Linked DNA regions of Rattus norvegicus: region 2 is linked to region 1. The links are chromatin contacts, called in public Hi-C maps. All regions are on one chromosome and are shown on one strand. Each heading gives the region's core, a stretch centred on a gene start, on an enhancer-like site or on the middle of the called end of the contact. The rest is flanking DNA. Distances are from core to core; before and after follow the strand shown. Region 1 overlaps Dnaaf9 (dynein axonemal assembly factor 9). Region 2 overlaps Atrn (attractin).

What was found. A called contact is a pair of places that touch in the nucleus more often than the background predicts.
Region 2: a contact with region 1 is called in a Hi-C map of Schwann cells, with 2.7 times the contacts expected there. The contact joins two enhancer-like sites. A contact is called at or near these places in 12 of 12 Hi-C or Micro-C datasets (the A7r5 cell line, the Rat2 cell line, Schwann cells and 7 more) and 1 of 1 datasets of contacts at active chromatin or transcription factors (oligodendrocytes).

The regions. Positions count from the first base shown.
Region 1 is chr3:138,484,633-138,490,639 of GRCr8, forward strand. Dnaaf9 (dynein axonemal assembly factor 9) reads right to left here. Exons shown (of 37, transcript NM_001109206.1): 2 at 5,041-5,120; 3 at 3,656-3,775. Among named protein-coding and RNA genes, the nearest start is that of Dnaaf9, 18 kb to the right of the region's middle. Within about 2 kb of position 2,474, at least 60 of the 93 cell types and tissues checked have an H3K27ac peak or open chromatin away from gene starts, as enhancers often do. A contact at or near this core is called in Schwann cells, where this site is marked.
Region 2 is chr3:138,621,839-138,628,165 of GRCr8, forward strand. Atrn (attractin) reads left to right here. Exons shown (of 29, transcript NM_031351.2): 9 at 1,995-2,178; 10 at 3,168-3,322. Among named protein-coding and RNA genes, the nearest start is that of Atrn, 62 kb to the left of the region's middle. Within about 2 kb of position 4,438, at least 24 of the 93 cell types and tissues checked have an H3K27ac peak or open chromatin away from gene starts, as enhancers often do. A contact at or near this core is called in Schwann cells, where this site is marked.

The DNA.
Region 1 (6,007 bases), core at 1,224-3,723:
AAGCCAGATCTCTGTGAGTCTGAGAGCAGCATGGTCTACGTACACAGTGAGTTTCAGTTCGGAGGAGAGAAGGAACAAAGAGAATATGAAGCTGGGCATGATGGTATGTGCTTGAGACCCTAGCACGAGCTCAAGGATGCCACTCTGATTTAAACAGAAACACCCTATATCAAAAACAAAATTAAACTTAAAAAGGCAGCAGCAGCAGAAGGAGAAGGAAGGAGGAGGAGGACTAGGAAGAGAAAGAGGAGGAGGGGACAAGATGAGATGGGAAGGTTGGCCAGTATGCTAGCATGAGCTTTTAATCACAGAATTCGGTGAGTTTGAGGCCAGCCTGGTCTACACAGCTTGTTCCAGGATAGCCAGAGCTACATAAAGGGAACCTGTCTCAATAAATTAAAATAAATTTAAAATCATGTAAAATGTTTTAAAAACTACCTTTGAAAAGTAAGTACCTCACGCTGGCCTTTTTACGAACAGGGAGGCTAAGGCGGGAGGAAGCATGTGGGCTGTGGTGGCCCACATCGTTCACCACAGCACTCAGAGGCATCTCTGAGCTCTATCTGTGAGTGTGATGTCAGTGTGGTCTACACAACAAGTTCCAGGACAGCCAGGACTGCAGAGTGAAACCCAGCCTCAAAATCCTAAAGTTAGAAGCACAAATCTGTTAATCTTAGCTTTCTAACTATAAGGATCTAAAACTGACTTTAATAATTTGGAGCAAAATGCTTAGTATTTTACTGAGTATCTCCTGTGCCAAATGACAGGATAAGAGCACCTCTTTGGGAATTTAAACACACTCCTTATTTTTAGTACTGAAATGTCCTTGCAAACATGGCTGCACTGAAATGTGCAGTGACTGGACACTTCCAGAATAAATTGTTTCCAAACCACTACATGTAAGAGAAGGTATTTTATTTTATACTTCATTTTTTTTATCTTATTTTATTCACATGGGTACTGTGCTTGCATATATGACTAGATATCACGTGTATGCCTGGTAGCTGCAGACAGGCCAGGAGAGGAGGTCTGATCCCCTCCGACTCAAGCTGCAGACAGTTGTGAGTAGTCGTCTAGGCATAAGGAATTGGCTCCAGTCCTCTGGAGGAACAGCCAGTTCTCTTAACCATTGAGCCATCTCCCCAGACCCCTGAAAGAAATGTTATTTTATTTTATTCAAGGAAGGGTCTTTCTATAGCCCTGTCTTGGAATCTACTATGTAGACCAGGCAAGCCTTAACTGCACAGAGATGCACCGGCCTCTGCCTCCCAAGTCCTGGGATTAAAAGGCTTGAAACACATTGCCTGGCCAAGAAATTTAAAATCAAAATCTGAAACAAACAAACAAAAAGTAAATTGAATAATTGATGGTGTCTTCTAGTACCGTTAGAAGCTACATCCATAAACTCTCACCAACATGACTGCCCAAACATGAGCTAAACAAGGACCCCACCAATGACATGTCAAAGTGGACAGAGAAAAGTCCAGGAAACCTCAACCCTACACAAAAAACTATGGCAACTGAGAAAAGCTGGGAGCAGGAGAGTTGTCCCTACCTAGGAAAGAGCACGCTGATTGCCTGTCCAGTGACATATGAGAGGTTTTAGAGCAGTGATTTTCAACCTTCCTAATGCTGTGACCCTTTAATACTTTTCCTCATGTTGTGGTGATCACCAAGCATAAAATTATTATTGTTGCTCTTTCATAACTGTTATTTGTCACAATGTAAATGTTTTTTAGAGACAGAGGGTTGCCAAAGGGGTCATGAACCATAGGTAGTGAACATTGGTTGGGAGTGAAGAGAAGGAAAGGGAAGGAAAAGGTGTTACATTGTATTATAATATCAAAATCTAAAAAGAAAAGGACCGGATGAAGATCACAGTGGTGGCTCCTGCATGCAAACCCAGAACCCAAGAGGCTGAGAAGCACCTGGTCTGAAGCCAGCCTGATACAGAGTGAGAGCATACCTCAGACAGAAAGATGAGGAAGAAAACACAAAGAAAGGAAGGATACTAACTCCAAGTATTTTCCGTCTCCTTTTTCTGCATTCATAATAAGAAGGACAGCTCTAACTAAACTATATGGATAGTATTGGGGTTGTTACCAAGGTAAGAATTTCAAAGACGATACAACTCAGAATTATTTACAGTTTAATAAGAAAACTCTTCATTGTGTAACTGGGGCTTTCTTGTTTATTTTGTGATGTTTAGCAGCAGCCCTGGTGTCCACTAGATGCCAGTAGTGCCACATACTGAGCCACGGCCATCAAAAATGTCTTCAGACATTGCTAAATGTCTCCCAAGGGACAAAACTGCCCTCCCTCTGAGACCACACTATTCAAGTGAGATCATCTGACATCCAATGTTTGCCTTCATGGTCTCCCAGCTGCCTTGCAAGTGTCTTGTCTCTTGTCCAGTTTTACTTGTTTGTTCTATGTCTCCTGACTCATCTTGCAGACAATTTATAATGCTAAGTATATGATATGAGAAGTAGCTCCCGGGCAACAGCCCACAGGAGCATCAACACATGCAGTGTCTCCAAGCCAGAGAAAGCTGACTGCAGGCAGAAAGACTCCATTGTATTAAAGTCACACAAAAAACAATTCCCAAAGACAGCAGGACAATAGCCCCTTGTTCCTCAGCTAAAGATCCACATAAAATCTTCTTTCTCACAAGAGCAGCTTACAAGAGCAGCTCGTCTTTGCCTCAAAGCAGAGAATGCTCTCACTGGCAACAGTACACAATCTGAACCTTCAGGGAAAAGGAGCAGCGGCAATACTAAGAAAAACTAGTACCCTGCCAAGAGACAAATCCAAACGCCAAGGTCTGCTTTTGGTCTCAAAATGATTTACCAATAAATGTATTCTGGAAACTGCTGTTGATAGTCTGTTGTCCACTGCATGACCAATAGGAATGTCCTATTTTAATAGGCTAACAAGGAAATGCTATTTTTCACTATTAAAAAGATAAAATCTTGCCTGGTGTAATCCCAGCTACTTGGGAGGCCGAGGCCAGGGGGTTGCCAATTTTAAGACCAATTAGGGGAATCACACATCACTCAAAAAGTAAAACAAAATAAGGCAAAAATTTACTGGAGTTTTGGACTACTTAAATTCTGATTATAATTTCCTATTAAAAGATCACAAATGTGGTGCTGGATGTGTGTCTTTAATCCCACTACTAGGAAGGCAGAGGCAGGTAGATCTCAGAATTCAAGGCCAGTCTGGTCTACACAGTTAGTTTCAAGCCAGCTAAAGCTTTATGAGACTATCTCAAAACAAATAAACAGCAATGACAAAACCCCAAACCACAGAAACAGAAATAAAAAATCATGAGCTGGGGCTGTCAGGATGGCTCAGCAGTTAAACGTACTTGTTATTCTTCCAGAGATCTGGATTCGATTCCCAACACCTGAATGGAGATTCACAACCATCTGTAACTCTAGGTCCAGGGGACCTGATGTCATCTTCTGGCTTCCAAGGGCACCAAGTATGCATACATGCTCACATGCACACACACACACACACACACAAGCAAAACACTCATATGATACAGTAAAATTAAAACTAAAACAATTTTTACAAAAACATCATGAATTAAGGGTCCAAAGAAATAAATCACTGTCTCCTATAATTTGCCAATGTAATACAGACTTACCATCTAGGATTTCTTCAGAAAATCCAGTTTTCTCAAAATCAGTGGTATTCTGACTGTATAAACCAAACAGAAGGTAATTTGCCAGCTCTCTACAGCCTTCGTTGTACCTGCTGTCAATTCCTGCAAAGCAAAGAAGCCTGTGACTCGCTGTCCTGCACCGTGGAATACAGAAAGTGCCAACGATTTGCCCGTTTAGTAAAGCCTTGATGGTCAAACCAGTTTTGTGCTAAAACTAAATGAACAACCCCTTGTGTGAGAAACAGGCTGAGGCATACGGTACCTTCCTTGGATCTCAAGACCTACACAGGTCAAAGAATTAAGCAACAAGGGGCTGGGGATTTAGCTCAGTGGTAGAGCGCTTACCTAGGAAGCGCAAGGCCCTGGGTTCGGTCCCCAGCTCCGAAAAAAAGAACCAAAAAAAAAAAAAAAAAAAAGAATTAAGCAACAAGATTACTAATGCTGAAAAGCATTTTTTTCTTTCAGGTTTTACTTTACATGTGTGGGTGTTTAAATTCCATGTATATGTATATCATGTGTGTCTGGTACCAAAGGAGGCCAGAAGAGCACCCTCCATGATCTAGGGGATCTGATACCCTGGAATTAGAGTTACAGATGGTTATGAGTCACCATGTGGGTGCTCTTATCTACGGAACCACCTCCAGCCGACATGTGCAATTCTTAAGGGCAGAAAGAACCAGAACATATGGTCTTCTATGGATCTACAGATCTTGGAACATTTTGTTAGCTGAAGAATAGATCTCAAAGAGATCTCTATGGAAAATATGTACAAATAAAAACAAGTTAAGGTGATTTGAAAAAGAAGAGGACAAGTGGATAGACTAACACACACTGAGCCTTCCCAAGTGTCGGAAGCAAAGCTTAGCACTGCACTGTAAGGTATGGTGCGGAGGTATACACCCCTGCAGACGACCTTCACTAAGGTCAGTCTAGAAAGGCGGAACCAGAGACAAAAGGAAATTAAATGACACTGTCTTCACTTCTGTCTCTCAGTGACTTCGCATCCTAGGACTACAGCTGTTGGCAGGATGGGAGGATCAGAGTCAAGCAGCTATTCTCCATGTGGTTTGAAAAGAAAGGGTTGTAGCTGGGCACAGTGGCGCAGGGCTTTACTACCAGAACTAAAGAGGCAGAAGCCAGCATGGTCTACAGAGTAAGTGTCAGGACAGTCAAAGGCAGGCAGGAGCCTGTGGTAGGAGCTCCCTCTTTATCTCACTGACACCCTCTTAATATTCACCCTCAGTAAGATGGATCAGATGTCACAGGAATGAGAACTGGGAAGATTCTAGCCTTTAACGTACCTTACACGATAGCATTACTAGCATCTTCCTGAGATCAAGACTACAAACTCATAAGAAAGCACTGACCTAGGATGCAGAGAATCCCGTCAGGTTGAGACTTGCTGCTCTGGGTCAGGACACTTTGAACCTGGCGCAGTCGGCTGCAGCTGAAACAGAACAACAGAGTTTCTTGAGTGAGGAAGTGTGAGAGTCTGAAAAGGTACACACTAGAGGAATGGTCTTGTTAGGTAAGGCAAGTAGTACCTAGCTCTTTAATCAGAACCGTATCCTTCTTGTCCATGCTCTCAAAGAGATTTAGTGTAAGTGGTCTAAAGACTATTTGGACAATGGACAATGAACTAAGATGGCACCATGGTCCCATTCATAATTAATCAGCTGATGCCAAGAATTTCCAACATCTTTTTTTTTTTTTTGGTTCTTTTTTTTCCAGAGCTGGGGACTGAACCCAGGGCCTTGTGCTACCACAGAGCTAAATCCCCAGCCCCTTCCAATGTCTTTTTACTTTTGCTGATTTTCAAAGAAAAGTTTCTATACTGCTTTAGCCTAAATTTAGCCTTTCTTAGTTTGTCTCAAAAGCAACAAACAAAACCAAAAATTGATATAAAGGCCTCACTAAACTAAGCTCTAGCTATCCCACAGGACTAGACTCTCAGCACAGAAGACACAGAAGACACCCTCTCTTTAGAGAGCTACTACTCCTTTTGGTAGAAGGACTATTCCTTGCACCCAGATATAAGGAGACATACATTCCTAAACAATACAATTTCAATGGACTCTCTTGCTTTTCCGTCTCTCTCTACTCCTGTCAGTAACCCCAAAGATGAATACCTAACTTCATGGTCAAGCCTGATTCTTCCCCACCACCTCCATGTCTAACTCTTAGCCCATAAACATTTTTAACTGTTGGATATCATTAACCATTAGTGATGCAAATTATACTACTTTGAGATTCCATCTTACCACAGTGATAATGTCTGTCATTAAGAAAACAAGTGACAAGTACTAAAGAGAACACGGGGAAACAGCGACCCCT
Region 2 (6,327 bases), core at 3,188-5,687, 140 kb after region 1:
GTCAATGTTTGCACCCTCAAATTAAAAACAAAAAAGGGGGAGATGCTAAGTCCAGCATGATCCTTGTGGGGACAGAATGACATGGTTTCTGCCCCTGGGACAGGAGCAGCAGGCTTGGGTCTCCATGAATGTCATACCATGGGCATAAGGCTTGCTCGTATAATAATGTACATATTTTGTGTTCCTCTCTTGAGGAATGTCCTCCCTGTTAATGTGAATGACTCCATGATAATCAGAGACAGCATGAGTCCAGGAAGTAAATGCTGGGACCTTCAGGACAGCCCTTAAGGCTGTGAAAAGAACTCTAAAAACATGTTTGAAAATATATGGTTCCTTAACTATACCAAAACGTAAGGGTGCAATATGAATTGTATGAGGAGCTTCACAGATCTAAAGGAACAGAAGCAGCTCGCTGTGAGCCAACTTGACAGAAAGATACTAAGGAAGTAGATAAAGAGACTTAGGGAGTGGTCGGTGGAGGATCCCACCCAGCTAAGTTTGAGCTTACAAAGGCAGACAAAGTCCTGAGTTCAGGGTGGGCCTGGAACAGAGCAAGGTTAGGCCCAGGTGTGATCCAAATGGTAATTTCAGGACCGGGTACCCAGCTAGTTCATTGTTTGTATTTAACAGAGGCAGGCAGATCTCTAAATTCTTTTGCAATGTTAAAAGGAAATGTGTGCTTGCTATCTCTCAAGGGGTTGGAGTCCCAGGATGCTGATTCATAGGAAACCTGAAGTAACTGGGCTTAGGTTCTGCAGATGAGCTATCCAAAAAGTTTTTTAGAGTAGCAAGAGAGAACTGCTTGGAGAACTGTCTCCAGCAGAGAATAGCAAGAGAAAGCTGCCTAGAAAGCTGGTGAGAGAGAGAGAGAGAGAGAGAGAGAGAGAGAGAGAGAGAGAGAGAGAGAGAGAGAGAGCGCGCGCCAGTGAGAGAGAGAGAGGGAAAGCAGAGAGAGAGAAAGCGATCAGAGAGAAAGCAGACTGGAAAGCTGTTTCCAGCTGCCAGCTTGGATCGACTTTTTGGGTTTTTTAACAAGTTTTTTCCCACTCCCAGACACCCCTTCCTCAGAACCCCTCCCAAATCAAGACTGAGTCTTGACACTTATTGTCAGCTTGCAAGGAACCAAAGATAGCACCACATGTTTAGATATCAAAATAAGCATAATGCAAAGCAGTAAGCATGCTAAAATAATTTTGGACAGTCCTTTAAATATTAGGCCAGCGCAGTGTCATTTGACTTTAGTGTATAATCTTGTGTTACATTTTATTGTTTTTCACTGTATAGTAGGAATGTCAGTTAGGATTGAAATGTTGATGAAGTAGTCCTATAAAATACATCTGAAGATCATTAAAGTACATCTGAGAACCATAAGGAATCACTGAAGCTCACGGGGAGTTAAATGTCTGTTTAAGAGAGTTTGAATCTTTAAAATTTGTTTTAAAAATCTGAATCTTGCCTGTGTGGTGGCACACACCTTTGATCCCAGCACTCAGGAGGCAGAGGCAAGTGTATCTCTGTGAGTTTGAGGCCAGCCTGGTCTGCAGAGTGAGTTCCAGGCCAGCTAGGATACACAGAAACTCTATCTTAACCAACCAACCAAACAACCAACCAACCAAACAACCAAACAACCAAACAAACAAAATGCATCTTTAAAAACTTGTTCTGTGAAATTTCATATATGAATACAATATATCTTGTTCATATACAGCACCATTCCTCCCATCCAGCTCCCCTAGGCTCTTCCCAATACACCTTCTTCCCAGCCTGATCCTCCCTTTCAGGGTGAGGGTTGACACACTGAGCGCAGTTGGTGCTGATTATATACAGGCTTGCCTAGATGGACTTCCTTATAAATAAGATGGAAGGATGGCCTGAATGCCCTTTTTTGCTCTAAGATATTTAAATTTTAAACTAATGTGTAAATAGTTTAAATCATTTAATATTTTATAAGAAGAGGAGCCTGCAACATTGACTAACTATTGTCTCTTTTTCAGAAAAGAACACATGGAGTATATTACAAACTCAAGGTGCTCTAGTGCAAGGGGGTTATGGCCACAGCAGTGTTTATGATCACAGGACCAAGGCTCTGTATGTTCATGGTGGCTACAAGGCTTTCAGCGCCAACAAGTACCGGCTTGCAGATGACCTCTACAGATACCATGTGGACACTCAGATGTGGTGGGTGTTTTCCTGAGCTTTCCCTTGATGGTATAGAATCTGCAGAGGCAGTTGATTGAAAAATACTGTGTTGTTTGACTTTTGTCAGCACTGTATGTAACAAAGTTAGCAGATAAATACAGTAATAGAGTTAAAGTAATAATTGTGTTGTTGCTATCTGTTAGTTTTTCTGCTCTTAAGATAGTTAAAAAGTGCTTAGTGTTTTAGACTGATTTCTGTTCTCATCCACTGATCGCTAGTGTAGATTTCCTCCCTTCAGAATTCTCAGCAATAACCGTTGTGCTGATTTTATCAATACTTAAAAAGCATAGCCTTTCTTTTTCCTTTTTGGTGTTGGGGACCAAACCCAGGACTGTGCACATGAATAGGCTATACCATCTTTATCTGTTTAAACTGTCAAATACGATGCTCTCATGCCTGTTTGATTAAGTTTCCCTCCTTGGAACTGAAGCTCGCCTGTAAGAGTATGCATACTACTTTTAGCAAGTGGAAATAAATTTGAATTATGATGTAATTATAAAGCACTAGTCTCTCTGTATCTCTCTCCTCCTCCTACTCCCTCCCTCTTCCTTTCTGTCCCTCTCTCTCAACATACATTAGAGATCATGCTGTGAATGTAATTTATGGGTCCTGAGGATCACTGTCTTTAGTGGCTGTGAACCACTGAGCCTATGTGGTTGGCGGTTCTGCCATACTAATAAAACACTGAACATAAATTTTGATTTGTATTTCACATAATTCTTACCTGGAATTCTTAAGTGGAATTATGGAGCCATAGAGAATGAACATTTTAGTGCTTTTAATATAGTTTCCCAAAATTCTTATCAGATTTTCATGATTTTTTTAAGGAAGTGGCTTACATACAAGGAGAAATCAAGTATTGCACATTTGAATCTGAAGTTATAAAGTAATTACATGTAAATTGCCAGATAGATAAGTATTCTTCTAAAACTAACCTTATATTTATTATTTTTAAATAAACTCAAAAGGACCATTCTTAAGGACAGCCGATTTTTCCGTTACTTGCATACAGCTGTGATAGTGAGTGGAACCATGCTGGTGTTCGGAGGGAACACACACAATGACACTTCCATGAGCCACGGTGCCAAATGCTTCTCCTCAGACTTCATGGCTTATGACATTGGTAAGCTTTCCAAAGATGGGTTAGATCAGGAATATTTTATTTGCCTATGAGCAACATTAAAGATTGAAAATATATCTATGTCAAAATAATTGCACCACTTAAAAAAAGTCCAAGTGGTTGAATTTGCATTTAATTGAGTAGGGTTACACATCTATTGAAAAGCATTACTTTGCATTAAACTACATTAAACTCTGAAATCACTCTTGCTAATTGCTTGAATCTTTTTAAAGGCTGAGTTAACTGGCATCTCCTTCCTTATAAATGCCTTATGTAGTAGTAGTTGTAACTGCCTGCATTAGGTTAAGTTTTAGGGAATATGCTGTTTCCAGAAACCTGGCTTTACACATGCTGTCCATGCAATATACATGTGGCTAGAAGAGGGCAATGTCTGTTTATTCCTAGAAAACAAACATCAACTGCTCTTTTGTGTAAATACAGTCCATATGATGTCCTTTCTGTTTGTTTTGTTTTGTTGCACTTTGAGACAGTCTCACTATGTAGTCTGACTGCCTGGAGCTCAGTATATTTCAAGCTGATCTTGAACACAGAAAAAATCCTCCAGCCTCTGTCTCCTGAGTGCTGAGATGAAAGATGTGTACCACCACACCTGACTAGAGATTCGTTTTTGTAATTATTTTCATTGTGGTGAAATGTACTTAACAACACTCACCATTTTGTTGTTTTCATCAGTTGAAGTGAACTAGATATACCCACAGTGTTATTCACACCATGTCGCCCTCTGCATGCTGTCTGCTGTAACTGAGACTCTGCCCTTAAGCAATAGTCCTTCTCTTCATCCTCACACCAGACTCTTGAAATCATCCTCTTTGTCTCTATGATTTTGACCCAGTCTGCTAGGCGTTCATTTTTTTTTTTCTTTTTTTCGGAGCTGGGGACCGAACCCAGGCCCTTGCAATTGCTAGGCAAGCGCTCTACCACTGAGCCAAATCCCCAACCCCCTAGGCGTTCATTTTTTAAAGAAAATTTTGTTTACTTTTATGTGTATGTGCGTTTTGCATGTATGTATGTTAAGCACACCATGTATGTTCAGTGCTCGTGGAGGCCAAAAGTAGACATTAGATTTCCTGTAGCTGGAATTGCAGACTTTTGTGAGCCATCACGTGGGTTCTGGGAACTGTGCCAAGATCCTTTGGAGGAACAGTGAGTGTTCTTAACTGTTGAGCCATCTTGCCAGCCCTAGATGTTTGTTTTTAACAGATGTGTTTCTGTTAGCCATTGAACTTTTAAATTGAGAATGGCGGATACACTATACTTAGTTCTTAGCTTCAAGCTGAAGGGAGCACAAACGAGAAGACAATATAATTGTAACTCAGGAGGATTCTTGCTGAAAAGAAGATATGAAATTACCTCTGAGCACTCTGAAGCCACTGGGGTAGCATGGTGGTCAGGAAAGGCATTCTTGAAGAGAAACCTTGCTAGCCTGCTGCTGAGGAGCCCTGAGAGTCAAGTAGACCTACCAGGCAGGGGACATTTAGTACAGACCAAATAGCTGGAAAAGTATATGGCAAACATTTAGGACTTTTGAACTGTCCCTTTTCTCTGACGTAGTAGCACAAAAGGTAGCAGGTAACTGTTAGACTAGACTGTTCAGATCTTATTCAGAATGCAAGGATCATTGGTCTTTTGAAAAGTCTCACAGTGAAAGTGATAGAGTCATATGCGTGTGTTGTACTTTTTTTGTTTGTTTGTGGGTATTTTAGATTTTTCTTGTTTTTCTTTTTGTAAGTCTGGGCCTCACACTATGGTCCAGGCTGGCTTAAGACTTATGGTAACCATCCTATGTCTGCCTTTGTGGGCCACCATGACCAATTTGAGAAGATGTGTTGGGTGCATTGTGATAACCGATTTGGAAGGGGCATATTGACAATTAGGAGGCTACTGCTGCAGAAGTCCTAATGAGGTTTGAGTGAAGGCCATGGAAGTAGCAGTGACAACTGCTAGTGTCTGGCTCTTGTGTGTTGTGACAGAAACATAACTGCCCTTTCTTGGCAAGTGTCTGCTGTGGACCACCTTTGTTAAACTGAAAGCACATATAGAGGAAAACTTATGGACATGATTGCACAAGGCCAGGAGGGTGAGAAACATGGTGGGATTGAGGCCAGTCTGAGCTATCTAGTAAGACTATGTCTTTAATAAAAATAGCAAAAATTATAAAAACAGGGACTAGGATCTGGGAAGAAGAGCATGAACTAAGTGTGGGGCATATCCAACTGGAAATGTCTTTAGGACAGAGCTGATGGCTAAGAGGAGACTGTAGGAGAGGTGAGTTATTGTGGGGCATAAAAGATGAGCAAGAGTCAGAGACACTTGGAGAACAGAGTCTGAACAAGAGTAGAGGCTGTAAAGAGAGTGTCAGAGAAACAGGAGAAAATAGGTGAGATTAATGACCTGTGAGATACAATTAACTGCCAGAAGAGTGGCTAAAAATGACTGGAGAACCCTTCAGATTTGTCAACAAAGAAATCCGTTAGCATAATTTAGGGTGCAGGCAGCTGAGGAAGGACATCGGTGAGATATGTGCTCTGAGTGTTCATTTTTATTAAAGCTTATCTGCAAAGGCCTCAGATTCGCTGTGCACTTGTCGAGGCTCTTCTTGAACTCCTGTTCCTCCTGTCTCCACCTTCCCAAGTGCTAAGATTACAGATGTGTGTCCTAATTAAAATAGGTGCGTACCTAGCATTAACATTTTTAAGTTAGAAAATACTGTGGTGCTCTGGGGATGCCTGCTATACACGAGGCCCTGGGTCTGATCTCTAGCACCACACATACTAAAGCAGACATTCTGCAGGTAAAACCGGTAGACAGTAGAGTGATGACCATCAGGAGGGGATCTGTAGGTATTGAATGAATATATTGATCAGCATTTCTGTGCAGTGTGTTTATTTCATGTTCTGAAATATTGCTGCTGTCGTTTACACATAATAGCATAACTAAAAAGACAGACAAGCATGTTGTATGAGGCTGTGGATGAGGCATTCTTCTTT